Regions from separate parts of the Drosophila melanogaster genome. Here region 1 is linked to region 2. The links are chromatin contacts, called in public HiChIP or PLAC-seq maps. All regions are on one chromosome and are shown on one strand. Each heading gives the region's core, a stretch centred on a gene start, on an enhancer-like site or on the middle of the called end of the contact. The rest is flanking DNA. Distances are from core to core; before and after follow the strand shown. Region 1 holds the start of CG43333. Region 2 holds the start of CG42711.

The links. HiChIP or PLAC-seq counts read pairs in DNA pulled down with a chosen protein or histone mark.
Region 1: a contact with region 2 is called in a CP190 HiChIP or PLAC-seq map of the Kc167 cell line, with 6 times the contacts expected there. The contact joins the promoter of CG43333 here to the promoter of CG42711 in region 2. A contact is called at or near these places in 7 of 107 Hi-C or Micro-C datasets (the Clone 8 cell line, the Kc167 cell line, the S2 cell line and 3 more) and 2 of 6 datasets of contacts at active chromatin or transcription factors (both in the Kc167 cell line).

The regions. Positions count from the first base shown.
Region 1 is chr2L:14,177,790-14,184,310 of dm6, forward strand. It overlaps CG43333, which reads right to left and starts at 2,897. Exons shown (of 6, transcript NM_176037.3): 1 at 2,417-2,897. The coding sequence starts at 2,518.
Region 2 is chr2L:13,930,082-13,936,287 of dm6, forward strand. It overlaps CG42711, which reads right to left and starts at 1,281. Exons shown (of 2, transcript NM_001201872.2): 1 at 1,060-1,281; 2 at 241-1,001. The coding sequence starts at 1,254. The coding sequence ends at 636. The region is part of intron 7 of Ance-3 (Ance-3,); the gene reads left to right. Vajk2 reads right to left here and starts at 4,611. Exons shown (of 2, transcript NM_135845.4): 1 at 4,517-4,611; 2 at 2,478-3,715. The coding sequence starts at 4,528. The coding sequence ends at 2,915.

The DNA.
Region 1 (6,521 bases), core at 1,647-4,146, 250 kb after region 2:
TATTATTTTTCTTTTTGTGGTGGATGTTGTTGCTGCGACAACAAAAGCCGCTCCGAAATCGAACAGGTTGTAGGGTCCCCGTCACAAAAATATGAAATTATTACCCGCCGCAAGTCAATGAGAAATGTCTGCTGTATTTATTACCAGCTCGGGGCTACATTTAATCGTATATGATAAGCGGCTATACCATGGGAAGCTTAATTCCGGCATTTATTGTTTGCCTTCGAAACAAAAAGAGTGAATTTATGTGATGAGCAGCAATTTGGCAGCGGTTTCATAACAATCCAAAATTTATAGATACGTTAAAAGATTTCCTAATTGTGTGATGCATTATGTGATGTGATAGGTGTGAAAAAGCGTCTTCAATAAATGAAATTACCTTCCAATCTATTGAAATAGCAATCTCAGAATGGGATCTATGATCTTCGCTGGCTGTGTTCTTTTCGAGCATATAGGAAGTACATTATATTTGCCCCAACAAAAGTGAAAGCAAGTCAGGTAAAATACACATAAATATGTTAACTAAAACCAAAAAAACAAACAGCAAAACGAAACAAACGAGAAACCAACAATTTGGCAGGCCCAGAAAAACATGTTCGCAGACAGCAAATCGCTGTTTCTGCCGGGATGCGGATTTCTGCTGCTGCGCCTGTGCCGTGAACTATGGAACTTGCGACTGGACATGGACGATGGGCAACAGATGGTACTGAGTAGTTGACTGCCGGGCTGCCAAGTTTACACGACACAACTGCAAGCGCTACGTGAGGCAATGTATACAAAATAATAAAAGTTCAAATTAAGCAATAGCAAAAAAAAAAAAACGGGAAAAATCAACCGAAAAGAAATTTAACAGCCACCAATAAGCCGACAAATCCCGAATAGCAACAAAAGTCTCCCAGGCCAGCCAATGCAACATCAGCCAGTTCCTGTTCATGGCCAGACAAAAGGAAGATGATGATACTTTTTTCTTTAGCAGGCTTAGTTGCTTGGCCAAAAAGTAAAAAATTGTTAAGATGCAATCGCAGGCCATTGCCACAGCTTATGTCAATAGTGAGAGATGATGTTGGCAAAAATCTGGTTCAAACACGTTTTTCTTTTCCTACGTTATGGCGATGTTGTGCAAGTTGCCCGAAAGGAAATTGGCAAGTCAACCGATGCACGAAAAGGTTAAGGACAAAGCAAATATTGCATCGAACATGAAATTCATTCCCGATATACATGAACTTCTTTTGTCCACTAATTGACCGCTCTCATACTCCCAAAAAGCTGTCGATAATCAGGGCCTTTTAATCCGCCTGCCAATTCAACCATAATTCCATATCCAAACATTGCCCGCAGCACAAAAAAAAAATCTTTTTACGTAATCCAAACCTCAATTATAGGCATTAGTTCATCCAAAAATAAAGATTAAAGACGAAAAAAGAGGAGACAACAGAGCTGTTGATTTCACATCATAAATTGTTGTGGCTTTTGGCCAAATCTCTTTGGGTTTTAGCCGTAAAAGTGAAAACTGTAACAACGGATGCCCAACATGATCAGATTACATCAACATAGGAAAATCAGAAAGTCTGGTTAAGGTGATCGATTATCTAAGAGACCTTCAACTTGGCCAGAAGAAAACGAAAGTTCTAAGAAACCCTCATGACTTGACAGATTATCTACCAAAATTTTGCTTAACGATACTGGAAGATATTTGTCTTCCTGACCACTCCACGCGAACAGGTTTAAATGTTGTCCCATGACTTTACGGCTTTTACTCCTCTTTTGCATCTTCATTTAATCGAGTCCCCCACCTTCGATTGAGCGAAAGATAAAAATATTTTTGTGAAAAGGGAAAGTTCATTGAGGCGTTGAAAATCGTTTTCGTTTTCAGTTGCGGTCCTAAACGTTCCAACAATTAATATTGAAATCCCAAAACAAATATTTAAATAATTGAATTTTTAAATAGACTGTGGAACTTGGGAGCTCCAACTGCGATCAGTCAGGGGGTTATCTTATTGATAGAAAGTCTTATGCAAGTCTGGGGAATTTCTGTGATAGGCGCTCCGAAATCTTTGACCGTTTGGTATATTTATGCGAGTACTACTCAACGCATGGCAACTTTCTTTGGCCGAGACTCGAAAAGATCTGAAAACTGTGTCAATTTGGTTGGGACAAACGAAGAGTCCCACAAAGCCAGAGATCTAACAATGAATATTTGCATATCGTTCAATGGAAATGCAAATTAAGTGATAAACATTTTTTCTCTATTTCTATGATTATTTGGCACATATTTGGGATGACGTTTATGAGGCATTGCCTTTGTCTTGTGGAATGTGGAACATCAGCGATATACGATACAACAACAAAACAATTATTGAAATGATCGATTCAGGTCAATTTATTTTCCTTGATCATTTTGTATTTCCCAACTTACCCCATTGTGAAGGCCGACATTGGGTGGTGGTATAAATCCTTGTGCATTCGCGGTGACCACCCACAGGCACAAAGTGCCCCACAGTGCCAAAGAGACCCTCATGATTCACTCGGGAATTCCAGATATGCTATATATTTCCTCCGTTAACTATTAATGTTTTCTCAATTGATCCGATATCAATGCACTATTTTCTTTTAAAACAAACACGATACCGCTGCCAAATATCCCATGAAAAAAGGGGGCGCACGAAAAAATGTCAGTTATGCGACGCGAAATGATAACACTAAATCCAAATCAACTTGGTACGAAGTTATTTTCGTTACGTTTTCTATTTGCTTTATGCAAATGATGCAGTTTTCTTCGCTCTTGGTTTTAAAATTCCGTTAACGTTTGAGCCGCGTTTGGGGACTTTTAAATTGACTGCCGTTGGTAGCAGCCGCAGACACGACTTGTCTGGTAAAAGTTCGAAGCTTAACTGAAGATCATTAAACGTTTGGTAACAATTTAAGCCAAGCTTGCCGCGAAGATGCCAAAAAGCGGTCGCAATGGCAACGAAGACGCCAGCAACATGCGCACCTCGGCAACATGTTGCTCGTGTCGAAGAGGCAGCAATCTGGCCAAAGAGAAAGCAAAGAGCGCGATTTTGTGGCCGAAAGAGAAAGTGTTGCCGGGTTTTGAGTTGGCCACATGAGGAAATGGCTTGCGCTTCTGCATTACCTTATCAATTTAGCGTGAATCACTGGCATATCGAACCCAGAAATGGCTTACCCGAAACTCAAATCTCTGATCGTTATTTCCATGTCGCCAAACGATTGTGGCCACAACCACGTAGCTTACTCGGAAGTGGCGATAAGATCTCTGTTGGGGGGCGTCCAAGAATCTGAGCTATACCCAAAATTATTTTATTGCATTGCACCGTTTAAGCCAAAAGACGTGTGTGTCTGATCTTATGACATGTAACAACAGTAGCTGACAATATTCATTACGGCGTCTATAATCTGATTCACATTTTTATGATTTGGGCATGATTAATGCTGAGCTGGAATTTCGGTTGAGTAATGTGTTTAAAATTCCCGCTGAGATCGCATAAGGCGATCCATTGAACAGCCCCTTATACCTTACATCACAGCCACTGGGCAGTGAATCTACATATTGCGCTCGACTTGATATCTTAATAGGGAAGAGTCTTGTGAGCCAGGGATCATCGGATTATTGGAATACATTAATCACTGTAAAAATGTTGAATTCAAAGATAAGCTGAACACACGCATTAAACAGCAAAACATGCTGGGCTATATTTTAAAAATGATAGCATTTTGGTCAAGAGCTTTAAGTTTTTAGATTACATTTTCGTATTACTATCTTTTAGGTAACCAAAAATGTTCAAACACAATACTGCCTTCTTATCATTACTTTTTTGGATCCTCCCCATTGATAGCGATATTTTAATTTTTAAAATTATTTCCTCTTGTGAAACACGATGATAAAATGCATTTTATATCAGAGAACAAGTCAGACCGATCAACAAATTATTGCATTTCCAGCTTTCCACTCAATTATTTCCAGGTCGCAAGCAATTCGGTGGCGACTAATCAACAAGTCCATCAATCAACTCCCCAAATAGGCATTTCATCGCCGGCTTTCATAAATAACTTTTCACTTTCCGGACGCCCAGGAAAACGAATGCAGTCCCAAGGCCAATTATTTAGGGGTCCAAATGCAATTCTAAAAGACCCGGCCACAGGTATTTTTAAGTGGCGATTGCATAAGTGGCAAGCGCCAGTCAGCTTATCAGGTTTGGCTTCTTTGTTCCATTCACAGACAATGATAATGACCCATGATGATACTAAAGATCGGGCCCCCACTTGCCCCTCTCTACGGTCTGATGTTTTGAAGTGCGTGCTTAAATTTTATTTGATGACTTTCTTTGTTGACCGATCGGGCTGTGAGAAAAAAAAGATACTCTGCGCTAATCCAAAGATCGGTGGAAAATATTTTCACCTGCGCTTGATTGAATTGTTTGCACAATCCGTGGAAAATATTAACAGGAAGTTAACCCCTTGTCAAATCAATTTCTAATTACCTGATTATAATTTCTATATACTTATTTTTAATTTCGGACATTTCTGTCTTTCTCTGCGTATATCCCGCGGCGTGCTCGTGTTTCTGTAATTACTTCCCACACATGGCGAAAACTGCGAGCTATAATTGCCAATTTTGCTTGTTTGCTAATGGCTTCCCATTAATGTTGACTACCAGGGTCAGAGACAGGGCAAACCCAGTGGCAGTTGCGATCTTGTGTTCGATCAATTACAATTTATTGAAAGTGGTGCGACAAATTAGTTGTGACTCAAAGCATTATATTGCATAATTTCTTTTTTGCTGTTTAAAGACTTATTAAAGACACCCTTGGGATTTAATTACTACAGCCTTGGCTATTTTGCATCCTAAATCACTAAGCTGACCTCTGACAATCACATCTACGGTTTTTGCACTTCAGTTTTATGTCGCCTGCTTAACAAATCAGTTTCTTGGGAAAATAAAAAAAAATAAATATAATCATATGAGGGCCTACAGAACTGTCCCAAGGCATTGAAAAACGGATTTTAACCATTTGCACCTATAAAATCTAGTTAAAGATCTTGATGAATGGGTAACCAACGAACAGTTAATATGCCTGCTCGAAATTAACCAAAAAACAAAAGCCATTGCCAGACGGACGGACAACAAAAACTGAAACACCGAAAAAAGACTAAATGCTTTACAAATACCCAACAACAAAACGCTCGGGGGGAAAGACTTTCACCTTGCGACGTACGATCAAAAGAAAGAAGCAAAGAAATGTATATGAGGGGAAGAGCAAAAGAAAAAAAAAAGCTAAGAAAAAGGCAGTCAAGCCAAGGCAGAAGCGGCCTTCGAGATACCCAGATGCCATGGACCCGAAACCGAAAAACCGAACCCGACCTGCAGTGGCCTCCACCTGGCAACAACAAGTGGGCAACCCGACGATCATGATCATGATCATCATCAGCAGGCGCTGAAGAAGCCACCATCGTACGTCAATAAACCTTTGACTCAATGACGCTTACGATCGCCCGGGCTTTTATCACTCGATCCAAGACCCTCACAGGGAATTGTGGTTGGTGTGTGAACGTTCGTCAGCTGGCACCTTTTACTTTTCATTCAAGAACGGGTCGGGTATTGGGATTAAGTCATACAGATGCGGTTGATCCGCTGCGTGTACTTAGAATTCTACTTTCCCCGAAATCTTTCGGACTTGTTAACCCCCACGCAAACACTTGGGAATCAAAAGTGAAAACAAAACGCTTGGGCATTTGAAGCTGTCAAAGTTTTGGAACAGGCCAGTACAGTCGGACTTATTCGCTGCTTAACACATTTGTTCAAATCATTTAGGATAATCGGCGACTATTTATTAAGCAACTATTGACACTGTCCATTAACCATTTAAACAGATATTTATTAATATGGGCCCAATTTAAGCGCAAGCACAATTAATCGGACAAAATATACAAATATTATCAACACAAAAAAATTGCCAACTTTGGATTTCTTTGCGTTTTAGATGCTGTCGGAAATTGCATAATAGATGCGAACGACCAAAGACTTGATGTATTAATAACAAAAACTAAATGATTGGGGAGCCCTTGCGGCAATCTGAAATGGTGTCACGTGGAGTTATTATGCCCAACACCAAAAATTGGGAAACACGAAGAAGCAGGGCTAACAAAATAAGACTGAATACAAAGTCAATAACTTTTTTAACCCGTAACCGCTTCCGTTCGGGATGATCAGTAGCATAGATACAGTTTGAAAAGGCAAAGATGCAAGATACAAATAATTTAAGTTCGTGGTGCTGTTCAAAACTAACTTTGCATCACTTCTTTAACAAAGTACTTATAATTTGAAAAAATACCATGTTTATCTTAATAGGATTATAAGCATATGATCGCTTGAATTTCAATAGTGATCTGGGATTAATTAATTTTGTCAATTACGCTTTTTAATATTCAAACCCAAATATTATTTGCATTTTGCTCTTGAGATAGTGCTCAGAAAAAAAGTTAAATAAATGCCTACTTTCTAG
Region 2 (6,206 bases), core at 31-2,530:
CACAATATTTTTCGCTTAAGTGCCTGATAGATTATATGTATGAGATGTTGTGGAGTAAGGGGGAAGTAATCTGTTTGAAGCCGAAGGGTAGGCATTTCTATGCGGAGCTTATTAATTATTAAGGCTTAAAAAGCGTTTTAAAATATATTTATGAATATTGCATACATGAAGCCGATTTTCCTTATACGCACGTAGTAAATGTTAAAATAGAGATTAAATAGAGATAGACAGAAAAGCATTAATACAATATTTGCTGCAGGTGTTGGTTTTAATATAATTTCAAAAATATTAAGGTGCAGAAAATTCTATAAATATGAAGGTGTACAAAATAAATAAAATAATACGACATTTTAATGAGTAATACGATTTTATGTCTTTGGTCGACTTACAAAACTATTCCGGTCACGACAATCAAATGCTTTGCTTTTATCACTCCGCAAGTACACATTATAATACAACTGAACTTACTTTTTATTATTGTACTTGTCGTCCTATCAATGTGAAATTCACTTATGTACATATATGGCTTTTCCACTTAAATGAAACTGATAAGAACGGTGCTTTACATGAAATTGATAATTCATTTTTCGTTTATAATATTTAAATTCTCTATTTGTGAACATCTAACTTATGTTTTATAATAGAGCTGTTTGCATTTCTGCATTAAATTTTACTTGGCGGCAGTTATTACCTAATGCAAGTCGTCGTTTTTGGCGAATACGTAGAGCAATCACAAAGGCTAAAACAATTATTAGAGCACCAGTTCCAATAAGAATTGACAATATGAGAGTTTTGTGCTTATTATTTAATTCTGTCAACGAGCTGTGCGTATTTCCTTGACCAAATGAATCCGATTTCGGAGATGATGATTCCGTATATTCGGTTAAATCGATAGTTTCTGTAGTCGATGTTGTTGTGGGTTGGATGGGCACACATTTTTCGTCGGTGGATTTTTCGAAGCCTGCACAACACACTTCTTTTTCTTCTAATTTGGTTAGGTTCTGAAGAATTTGGTAATCTTAAATACAACTTGGTCATTGCTCTTTATATGGAGCTTACCAGCAGCTTTTTTCCTGTAGGTATACCCAATTGCTGGAAATATTTGGCAAATTTTCCAAAGTCCTCCAAGGGCCTAGTAACCATTTTGGTATAATTAACAGTAACAACCTGACGACATAAATGAGAATTTACATCGCAACTAGAGATTTTATATGTCAAGATGCTGAGTGCAGCAAGCAATAATATCTTAAACATTTTTATATATTCAATCCGCTCTTGGAAACACACAAAAAGGAACTGATTTACAAAATGAGAATTAAGATACATTTCTTATTCTGAAAAGGTCAGTGGCGTCGCATTGTATTTTTATAAAGCAAATGTGGTTTATATATTCCATTTTGTGTAGATTTAAAATACAAATTTTTTGATATACATATATAGTGAATATATATAAAATATTGTTATTCCCTGGGTACTAGAAAATCCCTCTCTGATATATTTTTTCGACAACTCTGTGCGAAAAGATAGGAAAGCTATAGGAAAGATAAAAAAAAGCTCGACTTAAACTTAGTAATTTTTTTCGATGCATAGCGCTAGGCTTTTACGATATTGGGTTGGCATGAAAGCCATTAGGACAACATCCATATAGATACGTTTGTTTGTGAGATCGTATTTGTTTTCTCATTTCTTTTAGATAAATAGATATTATGTATAATATTATTATTAATATTATTCATTAAAATCGCCATATAATTTTGTAAGTTTAATTTTGGCTAAGAAGTTTTGTTCAGAGTGTGTTCGACTTTGTTATCCTTTTAAGTCAATTTTTAATTTTATATAATATGTAAAATTTTAAGTTGGTTTAATTGCTTAAAAGTATAAGCTCTTTATTTAAGCCTTGATTCTAGCTGTATTAACTAAGTAACAGTTCAAAGCTTAGGAAAGCTTAAATATATAATTTTTTGTTGCATAAATTTAGGCCTACTCACTAAATTTACAGTTTTAAAAACATTGTTTGCGAACAATTACTTGACGCACTGTAATGCAATTCAGAATAATTCCCAAAATTTATAATAAATAAATAAATCATTGCATAGTTGTGGGAATATCCTTTGACTAAAATAAGCTGTATTAATCCACTTAAGAGTAACTCCACACCCCCTCATAAAAATTAATAAATATCCATAAATATATAATATATATATATATTATATATAAATATATAATATGTAAATATATAATATGTAGTCCTTTATGGCTACGTTTTAACTTGACAGATATATAACTTCTGTAAAAAAATGTATTTATTCCAAAATAGCAATGCAGCAATACAAATTAAGCTTTCAGCTTAAACAAAAGGCTCATTAAGTGAAAATACCCTATATACCTTAAAAATATCCTATCGAACTTCTATCTTTTTTTTTTTTAATGGAAAGCCCAGTATTTCTGAAAGTACAAGTCTTAAGTTTTTTTTTTTTAATTTTCGTTTTATTTACATTATTTAAATATGTACAAATATTTCATAGAAAAGAAATTTACGTGAAAAAGTCGAAGGAGCAACTCGTCAGCAGTTATTTCTCTGTGATTGTCTACAAAAGAACTGTACACTCGATGGATTTGGATGCCAGGAGACAGGCACTTTTCAAACGCCCCGGATGGGTTTTGGCAAGCTTTCTATAATGGATTGCGTCAGTTGTGTGATTTTCTCCTGGTTCCGATCCTTCCAGAATTTCGGTTGGTATCACAAACTAAAACTAAATTTGTAAGTCGTACGTTGGCGGTTGCTGGGCGTGGAAAGAGAGGGAGGGGTGCTTGATTCTTAATGTCTGTTGGATACTTTCGACTTGTTGGTTGGTTCGCTCGCCTTCACCCGACTTCACTTCTCGCTTGGCCCTCGACAGCATTGCGATTTCATCTACTTTTTGTGGAGGTAGCCACCGTGGGCGGAGCCGCCGTAGGAGGAGCTGCCGTAGGAGGAGATTCCGTGTCCGGAAATTCCGTATCCGGAGATTCCGTGTCCGGAGTAGCCGTGGCTGATGATGGCAGGAGCAGCGGCAACGGTGTGGGTGACGGCCACGGCGGGCTTGACGTGGCTCTCAACGTGGACAGGCACGGGCACGGCCACCTTGTAGGGCACTGGACGCTCCACATGGACGGGCACCTTGTGGATCACACGCTTCTCGACGGTGTATGGCACGGGCTTCTCCACGGGCACGGGGTATGGCTTGTCGACATGGACGGTGTAGGGACGATCAACTGGGATCTTCACGGGCACACGGATCACCTTCTCGACGGGGTAGGGCTGGGGCACCTCGACGGGCACCTTCACGATCTGCTTGACGGGCACATGGACGATCTTCTCCACGGGGTAGGGCTGGGGCACGGGCACCTTAACGGGATAGGTGACGGTCTTCTCGACGGGGTAGGGAACGTGACGCTCCACCTGGTAGGGCACCTGCACGGTCCTCACCACGGTGTTGGTGTGCACCTGGGTGGGCAGCTCAGCGACAGCGGGAGCCACTGGAACTCCAACACCGATGCCGGATCCCAGAATGGCGCCTCCCGCCGATGGTCCGTATCCGTAGCCCAGACCGTGGCCAATGCCGCGCTTCTCCTGCTTCTTCTCGGCGGGCTCGGCGGTCTCGACGGCCTTCTTGGGTGCCTCCTCACTGGCGTTGGCCACCAGCACGCACATCGCCACAAGGCCGAAAATGAGCTGCAATGACAAGTGGGTTAAATTCGATAGAAACCCAATTGGCTTGGTCGGGCGGTTATGCAACTGCAGCCGCTTCCGGCTCCACCTCCGCCCGATTACTCCATAATTTGGAATATGACAATTATGCAATGTTGGGTGGAAAGTTGGCTGGGCAACCAGCCAAGTTCAATTGTGGCCTAGGCCCCCTGACATATTGGGCATGCGGCGTATACTTAATGTGGCTTGATATTTTCGCAATAATTCGGTTAAAATACAAATTGGAAGAAGGCAAATTCAACTCTTTGTAGTTTCGCGTTCAAAGCTTTTTAATACGAATCTACATTTTTGTTTTCTTTTTTAAATGCTAAAAACATATTCTAGGACTGCCTATCCTTTTCGGGTTAAAATGATCCTTAACACTTTTCGATTTTAGTAATTATGAAATGTGATTTCTTTCAATAAGATTTAAATGTAGAACTGGTAATGGAAAAATTAAATATTTCAATTAGTTTTCTCTCTAAAAATCCTTTCTTAAAACCATGTTCATATTTACTTGGGTAAACCAAAATGCCACAAAAAAGTAACATATCTAGAGACATTTTAGAATATCCGTTCTATCCTTGCTTTTGAAAGAGCTGATGAAGTCGTGCAAAAACCTTTTTAAAAATACTTTAATTGCAACACCGATATGTCTACATTGTTCCATAAATATATATATATATATTCTTTTGCAAGTCACTTTAACTGAATCCGAGTTTTTGAAACACAATTATTCTAAGCAGCACTTCGAAGGAGAACACACTGAGCTCAGACCGAACATACCATGGATTTCATTTTGCACTAGGTTAGCTCCTCAACACTTTGCGATCAAGATGGGCTTGTATGTCTCAACCAACCCGCAACAGTTAACTGAATAATTTCGCACAGACGCAGCGAGCTTTTATATGGCCGATGCTGTGGCGGGATTGTCTTCAGCCGCGGCTGCGCAGTCGACGTGAATCGAGATCGCAGCAGCCGTGTTGAAAAAGCTCGCTCTCCATCCGTTCGACAGCTCCTCTCTCTCTTGGCCAACTGTCCGTGTGAGCCCGTGGCCCAAAGGAAATGCGTCAGCAAGCGAGCTTTTTCGAAAGAGGGTGCCTCACACGGACAGTGTCCATGTTGTCCGTGTGATCTGCGCCTGTATGAGTGCGTATCTGTGAACACTCGAGCTCCAACTGTAGCGATCTTTGGGAACTACTGAAAGTATTCAGACACCAAGTAACTGGGGGCACAGTTTAGTAGAAAGAATCGTTTCTTGCCAATAGCCAACATAACAAACATAGCAAATGGGTAATTTCGTTTAATTTTGCCTTAATCTACCAAAGAGATCCAATCAATTCTTTTGGAGAATCGCTCTTAATTGTACAGTTCAAACAATATAGACTTTTTTAATCATATACGTATGAATTTTAATCAACGACTTTAGAGTTTTAGAGTCTCAGAGTTTGTTTCTAGAATATTCGAAAAGTGATAAATTTTGTATTGTTAAAATTTTAGTAAACAGCTTTAAAAGTCCTTAGAAAGTTTATGTAATTTTAGATCGGAGCCCTTCCTCCGACGTCTTTTTGCGCAGTTAGTATTGTTATATGTAGCCATTATTATATTATCATTTTCCCTTTGTACAAATATATCTTATTAATATATTTTTTGTAAAAATCTCACATAAATACATGAAGTGTTAGTGTTTGTTTCCCAGGTAAAATTACATTAATGAACACGACAAATAAAATAAACTACTTGTATTTCTTACCATTTTACATAAATCTTTGGAAATCAACACATTCGAAAAGAACATTAATTATAAACATAATAATTATTCAATTAAAAATTAAATATTAACAAAGTTAAAAATGAACATAAAGAGTTTAAAATTTATGGACCATAAATAAATGAGTAATTTTTGGCTGGTAACGAAACCTTCATAATTATTAAAAAATATATACATTAAAAAAGAGATCACAAATACTTTTCTAATGCATAATTTTGACTAGTCCTTAGTGTTGGGAAATTTTTGCCCCAAAGCCTTGAGCCATTAATAAATAACTGACCGCGAGCACTTCAGTCACATAATCAAATTAGACACAACGGGCAAAGTGTTCCACAGCCATAAGTTAAATTCACATTAGCCACACATTTCCGAAAATTTCAGGTTACAAATCCAGTTGCAGTTGCAGTTGCATATTGAATGTAAATTGCTTGGCTGCAGAAGAAACATGCGCCGCATAGTCTGCTTGATTCTGTGTGGCTTCGTGACTGAACTTTTGATCTCGGATTTGTGTTTGGCTCCGTATTCTTGTTTGCTTCGGTTTTTTTTTCTCAGCTTTTTGGCCAGGCTGAGCGGCGTTTTAAGCCTTGATATGGGTGCATTGATTGAATGCTGTGGCAGTGTGGGTAATTTGACATTTTAATGCTGCAGAGGAAATACTCGCCAATGGCCATGTAAATGGAACGTGTGAACAATGAGTGGACCGCA